Linked DNA regions of Anser cygnoides: region 1 is linked to region 2. Evidence: chromatin contacts called from public Hi-C data. All regions are on one chromosome and are shown on one strand. The core of a region is the stretch at or near the end of the contact, and the rest is flanking DNA. Distances in the headings are between cores, read along the strand shown. Region 1 holds the start of SLC13A2 (solute carrier family 13 member 2). Region 2 holds the start of SERPINF1 (serpin family F member 1).

Evidence for each region. A called contact is a pair of places that touch in the nucleus more often than the background predicts.
Region 1: a contact with region 2 is called in a Hi-C map of liver, with 3 times the contacts expected there. The contact joins the promoter of SLC13A2 here to the promoter of SERPINF1 in region 2. A contact is called at or near these places in 2 of 7 Hi-C or Micro-C datasets (both in liver).

Annotation. Positions count from the first base shown.
Region 1 is chr18:7,790,451-7,794,795 of Taihu_goose_T2T_genome, reverse strand. SLC13A2 (solute carrier family 13 member 2) reads right to left here and starts at 1,968. Exons shown (of 12, transcript XM_013201346.3): 1 at 1,817-1,968. The coding sequence starts at 1,918. It overlaps SLC46A1 (solute carrier family 46 member 1), which reads left to right and starts at 4,252. Exons shown (of 5, transcript XM_048067945.2): 1 at 4,252-4,345.
Region 2 is chr18:7,503,191-7,507,406 of Taihu_goose_T2T_genome, reverse strand. It overlaps SERPINF1 (serpin family F member 1), which reads right to left and starts at 1,711. Exons shown (of 8, transcript XM_013189919.3): 1 at 1,653-1,711. SMYD4 (SET and MYND domain containing 4) reads left to right here. Exons shown (of 11, transcript XR_010825751.1): 11 at 1,200-1,653.

The DNA of each region.
Region 1 (4,345 bases), core at 719-3,218, 290 kb before region 2:
TCATGTTCACAGTGCTGTTTTCCAGTCTGCTGTGAACAGGCTTGCAGTAAAAGCTGGGATAAGGCTGTTCACAAAGCCAGTGGTCCTATACGGAAAACTGCTTTCTCATTCCTCTGTCTTTAGATTAAATCTTTAGCATTGTCCCGTCACTTATAATAGTTTAGTGTCCAGTGCTGTATCACTATAGTACAGGTTAATAGCTCAACAGAATAGGAAAATATAAAATCCCATCAAATAAATGATCTATTCATGGTTCTGCACGCTGAAGTACCAGCTTTTCTGCCATAGCAGTACCACAACGCACAGTTCTAACACCAGAAAGCTTCTTACAGTTTACAAGGGGAAAAGCGTGTCCAGACCATTTAAACCTTTGTGTTGTAGCTGCCTACACAGAAACCAGAGCCATTTTCAAATGGGAACTGAACCATGACTGACAAGTTATTCCACTGATTGACAATACCAATGACTTACTGTATGATAACAATGACTCTAGCAAATAAGTATGAACTGGTGGCCTCAGGAAAAACACCTCTATTTCCGGCTTCTTTAGAAGATATATGAGCCACATCTCTTTTAACTTCAGTAGCACTTTTGCCTATGCAAAGTTAAGTAGAAAAAAAAAAAGACTTTTTGTTTGTTTTTCTTCTTAGTAAGCTTTTAAGTGAGAGTTTAAGCTGTTTTATTTGCATAGCAGGGGAATAGGAGGACATGCCTGATCAGTTACCACATTTCACCCCGTGCTAGTGCCACTCTGTTGTTCTGGCTTGCAATCCTCTGGCCGTAGCTCCAGAAAGTCTCTGAAAACACCGAGAAAAAGAGCTGCGAGGAAGAAGGAGCTGCACAAAAAGACAGGTAAGAGCAGATGGAGTGAAGGATGAAGCCTGGGGAAGGAGACCAGAAACTGGGAGAGAGGAGGGATCAGGAGACAGGCGGGCAGGCAGAGAGCAGAGGAAAGAGGAAGGACTTGACATCCAAAGATGTGACAGGAGAGACGATCGGGACTTGCTGTTTAATGATACTCGGGCTGCAATAAGAGACCTGAAGAGCAGAGATTAGATCTGTCTGCATTAAGCGAGTGGGAGTGGAAGAAAAAAGCCAGAGTGAAGAATAATCTGGATGCTGGCACTCTGCCTGCTCTCGGTGTTGTATTTAAATGATCAATGGTTCAGAAATACCTGCCCTACTACTATAGGTTTTTACAGTTAACTTCTTCTGAAGGAATCTTAAGTGATTGCTCTTCCAAAACTTGACATTTTATATTTTAAATCATCGCGTGGAAAGATTATTACAGAAATAATGCTTTTAAAAAAAAAGTGAAGTACATTTTATTATTTCCTTATGTATCAGATTGCCTTGTCCATTTGACTAAGAAAATGTCTCTTCTATCTGGAAACAATGATGAGAAAAAAAAAAAAAACAAACATTAAAAGAGGATGTGGACTGGATAGTTTTAGAAAATCAGAAGTGGGATTAGAATTGAGCTTTAGGAGGTAAATTAGATTCACGGGTATGAGCTTCAGCATAGAAAGTGCTTTGATAAGTCAGGTGGGAAGCAAAAGTTAAAAGGTCGTGTCACTGTGCATGCTTCTAGAATATCCAGTCACAGATGCGTCTGCTCATCCATCGAGGTCCTATTGCTTTTATATCCCCCACTGTCAGTGTCTATGGCGTCTGCTCAGAGCAAGAAGCTCTTCATGCTATAAATGAAGGAAATGCCTCTGAGAAAGAATCTGCATGTTCACTTCAGCTCTGTCACTTAAAAGGAACAGCTCTAAGGAGGGATTTGACTCTCAAATTCAATTTAAAAGGTTCTTACCTTGGTATCAATAGCCAGAGGCAGAGGCAGAAACAAAAGGGGCACTAGCACTATGATCAGGTATTTCCAGCAGGCTAGGGTCATCTGCCAGAAGCCAGCCATGGTGCTGGAGCTGGCCCAGTGCTGAAAGGCCTGAGCTCTGCTCCTGGGGACTATATAAGCCCTGGAGAATATTAAACATTGACCTCTGGCAGCTGGGTGTTGTTTTTGGAACTGTAATCAGAGAAAGAAGGAAGAGAACAAAGAAGGGAGGGGAGAGCAAAAGAGTGTCGGATCGGGAACTTTCTTAAGACAACCTTTCTGATAACCGGTAAATCCAGGAGAGAATTAACTCCTTGTGGGCCAAGCTGTTTTTTAAAAGCATAAATATTAAAGAATATTAAAGTTTTGGTCTTCCATAATGTCTTCTTGGAATAGATACCTTCCATAAAAAGATAAACCATTCCCTCTACAATAGGTTAAAAATACTTTTAAAATATTGTAGAATATTGAAAAGCACTGCCTATGTAACCCTCAGATATGGAGATTAGAAACAGCTAGACAAAATGCCATGTAAACTTCACTGTATCCACTGAGAAATTCTTTGGGCAGCAAAATCCACTAGAGCAGAGCTCCTGTCACCAGATGCCACATCAAGTCCCCTTGCAGAAAGGGACTTGCAGCCCTTACCAGGTGTGAGCAGGGGTTCCTGCGGCTGCACAGGCTGAGGACCAGCCTCATGACAGTTTTCTTCTACTCTGTTTAAAGAGTAACAGAGGAAATGCTAAGGTCGGGTCAGAACTCAGTTCCTGCTACATGACAGCCCGGCAAGTTACATGAAATGCTTAGGGCCAAGAGGGAAACTAATAACGTCTTCTGGCATAGCCTGGTGTGTCTGAATGGATTGGGAAAGGTTTGGCTACAATGCAAAAATTTGCAAACATCAGGCTATACTTTTTTTACCCCTATTATCTCTTATCTGGCATGTTTTTAGGCGCAGCTTTAGTAGCTTGCAGGGTAATTTTTTTAAATTTTATTTTTTAAATGGGTTCCTGGGAAATTACTGGCAATTTTTACACCAGATGCAAGAAACTTCCAAGATACAAGCAGCGGGTTGTTTGATTTTGTAAATACACAGGAACTGAACTGAAGTTTTTAATTCCAAAGGGAGCACCCTGTTAGGGACACTGATGTCTTTATTTGGTAGATCATGCAAGTGCATGCTTCACATAATGATGATAATGTTTCCATTTTGTTGGTATTAATTGTCACAGCTCTGTTTATAGCTTAGTCAAGCAGAGAGAGCGGAGAAGCAAAGACATTAGGTCATCTGATGTCAGCTCCACAAGGAGCTTCTGCTATTCCTCTCTCTCCTCCCTTTTCTGCTGGGGTTAGTTTCTTTTCATTAATGCGCTTATGATTGAAAAACAAGTGGGGTTTCAGTTGCCAGAGCTGCAAACTCACAGCTTTCTTGCCAGCTTGATTCAGGCACATTGCTCGCAAGAAACAGCATCATGTTAAATAACTGCTGATCCTGAGCTTTAGCATTTCACCCTCGGTACAAAAAGAATGAGAAAAATCTTTCAAATGAATTATATTGCCCACATTTTTGCATCCACTTAATGTTGAATTAGTGTTTGAAAAGGTGCAGTGACAAAATCAACCAATGGCAAAGTCATTTTTTTCTATTTTCTGTGATGTCCTAAGGTTGCAATCAACGGCTGAAATGAAGCCTCTCATTTTCACGTCTCTGTAGCATGAAGGCTGGCCTCCAGCTGCAGTGCTGTCTATGGGAGGGATGTAGCTATGCAAAAGGACCTCAGAAGGACCTCAGCTAACAAATTGTGCCTTTTGTTTCCGCTGCCAGTTACGTCCTGTTACTTTCAAAGATGCTACACTGCGCTCACTAAGTCTGTTACTGCAAAATGAAGGGTTTGGCTTCAGGGGAAATTCTTGGAGCTTCACCCGTAGCCATTAACATACCCTCAGTGGTGTGGTAGGAGTGATGCCAGTTTACATTAATTTGGAACCACTCCAGTTTGTGTAAACTGGTTAATCCAACACTCTGAATTGTTGTCTTGGGATTTAAAGAACAACTTGGCCTTTGCTTACAGATCTGCTCTTCGAGGCAGACCAAACCCCTAACAAACCTAACAGCACAGCCAAAGCCTCTTGTATGTTACACTTTTTAAGGTTATTTTGTCCTTTAGGAAAATAAGTATTTTTTAATGTGCTGCAAGCTAATGTGATCGATTCTGCACTGCTAACTATGCCATTTCCCAGGCTCTGCTGTATTTGAACGGTTGATTGGAAACAGGAACAAAACCAGGCTTTAAGTTTAAATCCCTTTAATTATCATTCAGTGACCCAACCGTGTCGGGGGGATGCAGCCCCAAGCCCCTCAGCCCGTGCTGGGCCTCCCACGGAGGGCGAATCCCCTCCTGGGCCAGCCGGAGGAAAACCGGCGGCGGGGTGCGAGGCCCCGGCGGCTCCCCCGGGCCTCACCGAGCCCCGAGCCCCTCACGGGGCCGGCCCCCGGCCGCGACGGGG
Region 2 (4,216 bases), core at 462-2,961:
GAAATTAAAGGAAGAGGGTTGTATTTAACTAACCCCTGTGATCCAAGCATCCAGCGAAGTAAGAGAAATAACATGTGTTTCAGATTAACTGCAGCTATAAAGGAAACATGCCTGCTGGTAGAAATACAACTTAAAGCCACGTGGCTACGACAGCCAGAGTTCAGGACCCAGTCTGTTCAGGCAGAGGTTTTCCTTCAGTGAAAGACAGCTCACCGTTTTCCTTTCCTCCCCAAACCCTTTTCTTCTGGAGGTACTTCTGTCCTGGAGAGAGTGGTGTCACGGTGGACGTCTGAAGTTCTCGCGTATGTTTAGGCAGTGTAAGATAAAAGTGGTACCTCTTTTCCCTGTGCACTCGCATCGTGCTATCCCAGTTGCTGAGTAGATGAGATATTCTGGTGCAGGAAATGCTTATTAAGAGGACTTATTACACTGCAACAAACCATGTTTGGTGGTATGACAGTGGGTATGATGCTGGGATTGCTTGTATCATTGCAGAGCTTTAAAATGAATAGGCACCACGCTGAAACAGAGATGACAAGCCCTGCATGCGTCTAAGCAAAGCTAGGGCATGGCGCTAGGGCTTTTGAGGATGCCTGCACCAAGCGGTGTTCTCGCATGCTGAGCAGAAGAGGTTTGGCCCAGTCTGGTTTGGAGATGGTTTTCCATGGAGCGTAACCTTTTCTCTGAAAAAAAGGTTCAGCACAATCCCTGCTTCCAACTATACTGAGCTCCTGGGAGTATAGGAGCGGAGATTGGTTTTGCAGATTTATATTGTTTTTGCCAGTACTGTCACCAGCTTCATATTTCTCGAACTTTGCCAAAAAGCAATTTCCATTTTAGAAGGACAAAGCCTTTTGCATTTGAATTGGCCTGAACATCTGGATTCTATTTGCATGGCCTTTAGTCCACAGCCAAAAATGCAGAGAGGGAAGAATTTGGTTGGAGAAAAGGTGTTGGATGTTTTCAGGCATGCTATTTCAATCTGTAGCTGCCTTTAAAAAGAAGAGAAGGAGCAACAGCATGCAGCGTGTGATGTTACAGTCAGGAAGGTACAGGAAGAAACGAGAAATGAGCTGAGGAGGAACTTTGCGCCTTGGAGCTGTCTGTTTGCGAAGGCCTGCAGGTGCGAAGTGAAATGTTTTGCTTTCCATCTACAGTGGTACAAGTCTCAAATCGTTTATGAATGCTTCTGATTTTAGGGCTCCTACGAAACAGCACCCACGAGCTCAGACCTCAGGTGATTGCTCCACCCCACAGCACCACTCCTGAGGCATCCTGCGACCACCAGACCTAGAGGAGTTGACTATCGCCAAAATTGTTACCGTTGCAAAGAAAAAGCCTCTTCCCAGCTGCAACACAGGTACTAGAAGGGCAGAAAAGGGGAAAAAAATCCCCCAGTCCCTGAGCACACGTCTGCCCCGGTGGCAAAGAGGTGCCCTGGGATGCTGCTGGCTGCCAACCCTCGCTGAGATTGCTCACCTACCTGGCGGGCGTCGCGCCTTTTCACGCCTGCAGCAGAACCGTTTTTTTCCCCACTCCCCGGCTCCCCAAGAGCTCCCCAGCATCATCCCTGCACCCTTTACACCCCTGGCACTCCCTGGCCGCTGGCTGCCGACACGGGGGCAGCGCAAGCAGCCCGAGCTGCCCCTTACCTCGGGCTCCTCTCGGCCGCCGCTGCCGCAGCTTCCCAGCGGGTGCGAGCCGGGGCCAGTGCGGGCTCAACGCAGCCACATCTGCTTTTTGCTGCCTCCCCAGCCCAGCCTTCGGCAGGCTTCAGGTTACAGCTTCCCAGGGCGCTCTTAAAGTGCTCTGCTCTCATTTTCTCTTGCTGTGATCCTCTGGCTGAGCTGTGCGCGCTTGTGATGAACCTTCGCCTCCAAAGCAAATGTGCGTTCTGCGATAAGGGCAGTCCAGCGGCTAAAACAGGACCGAGCCAAACGCTCAGCCTTCTTCTTCCCTGCCGTGTTTGAGCAAGCCTTTTATCCCCTCAGTTCTGCCCCATGTCACATGAGAGACTTTCTCCCATCTCGGCGGTACCGTTATTACAGCAGTGCAGAGGAGGTACCGTCACTGCAGCAGCGTTTGAAGATTTAATGGAGAGGCTGCTACAGTGGAAGCAGGATCCAGCTGCCGTTTAAAGCAGTTAAGGGGAAGGTACTCAGCAGTGGTTCTGTCCAGTGATAGTTACTAGTTAACAAGTTATTAACATAACTGGCTGGAAGTTTTTTGGCCAAAAAAAAGGAGAAAAAAAAGAATGAAGAGAATGTTGTAGGACCTATAGAACAATAAGTGGTCTGAACAAGGTAAAGGGGCAGAGGTTAGTTGTTATTTTTAATAGTAGAAGCATCATGGGGAATACTCATCAGTATCCACGTATCTGCCTATTTAAAACAACAGTGTGTTTTTCAAAAGTATTAAGTTGTAAAACTTAAAGTAACTAGATATTGCAGAAGATGGAAGATGTGGATTAAAAAAAATAGTGGAAGACAGGTCCACCGAAGGCTGGCGGTGGTCAGATGCAATATCCAGCGGGGCAGCTGAGAGGTGCAACGAGAGAGCAGTTGTTTTTCTTTGTCCCTACTTACACGTTCTTGGTGGTTTTCTGATTTTTTTTTTTCCCCATTCGTTTGTTACTGGGAGAGACAGAATACTGGGCTGAACTGACACGTAGCTGGCCTGAGCCACTCCAGCTGTTTGTCTATTTGGAAATGCTGAAAGTAAACTCTAGCCAATAATATCAGTGCCCACAGTTTAGGTTTTTATTGAGACATCTTTTGGGGCTGCCAGCCATGCTGCGAACAGGTAATGAAGAATTACTCATGCGTGCTTGCGCTGGACTTATACAATCCCTCAGATAAGAGGAAAGGATGGTTTTGGAGAAGCATTGGCAGCTGTTTCTGCAAGCAGGAAAAGCAAATCAGGGAGCCTTGCTTTGTGATTAGTCGGTGCTTCAAAGGTAACCCTATAACATGAAGAGCAACAGCTCAGCTCTCAGCTGTTTCTCAGCTTGTTCTGTGAGAAGTCAAATCTGCAGAAAGATGTTTGTGCATAATAGTTTTCCATCATCCCGTCAGAAATGAGGGTGTTAGCTGTGGAGATCTTGTGATGGTTTTTGTCTCATTTTGGTAAATTTTTTTGTACAAATACAGTATTAAAATGCCCTTTATGGAGGGACTACCGGAGAAGTTTTTTATATCTTGTCTGTATCGTCAAATGAAAGCTCATCTGTTTAAATAAAGGCTTGGGTTTAAACCATTTAAATTGGAGTGGCAGTTGTACAGAATGTTATTATAGGCTAAAGCAAGCTTTATTCCTGCAGGTAGAGCATATCCCTGAAATGGTGTATAATACTCATCTAAAGAGATGCAAGGGATTAGATCAGTTCTGTTAAATCAATGGAAATATTTTACTGTTCATTTGTTTGGGGTTCAAGACAGTATGTTCTCCGAACAGTGCTGTGGAAGTAAGTTCTGATGACGTTCATATGAATTTGCTTTAGTAAGGGAAAAAAAAATACATCTAATATTAAAGTTATTCAGACTTATTTGATATTCTCAGCCAGCGGCGCAGATGAGTTATAGAGCAGACGCCCAGTGCTAGTCGTGTCTTTTCAGAACAGAGCTCAATCAAAATGAAAGCTTAGCAAAGCGAAGTGGAAGTTCCTGAGCGGAGATATTAATATTACTTTGCATTTTACAAACTGCCTCTTCTGCAGAGTCAGTGGAGTGAGAAGAATCTTAAGGTAGGTGTAACTGTTCATTTGTTCGGCAAAGCACAGTCATGGAGCGCTGCTGTACTGACAAATAAGGTGAAATTAATAGTTTGACAAGAATGCCTTGGAGGAGGAGGGATGGCAGAAAGAAGGAAAATAGGAAATAAGAACTAATGCTGTTCAGGAATCTGAGAAAGAGGGGAAAAATCTCTATAGAAGAGGGGAAACTGGAGGGCAGAGGCATGAAAAGGAAGACTTGTGCTTCAAATTTTGCACAGATTGCAGTGCAACTGAGTGGAATTTAGGGAGGTTAGTGCTGAGGTTTTGTTATCCAAAGCAAGACTTACCTAAGGCATGGGATGGTATTTCTGAACGTTAGGAATGAATCTGTATAAATAAATGAGCTAAAATGTTCCTGTGGGCTAGAGCTATGCCCATATAGTAGGGATGGATTCTTGTGGGTTTACTTGTTAGAATTATATGGCCCCATAATTACACCCTCTT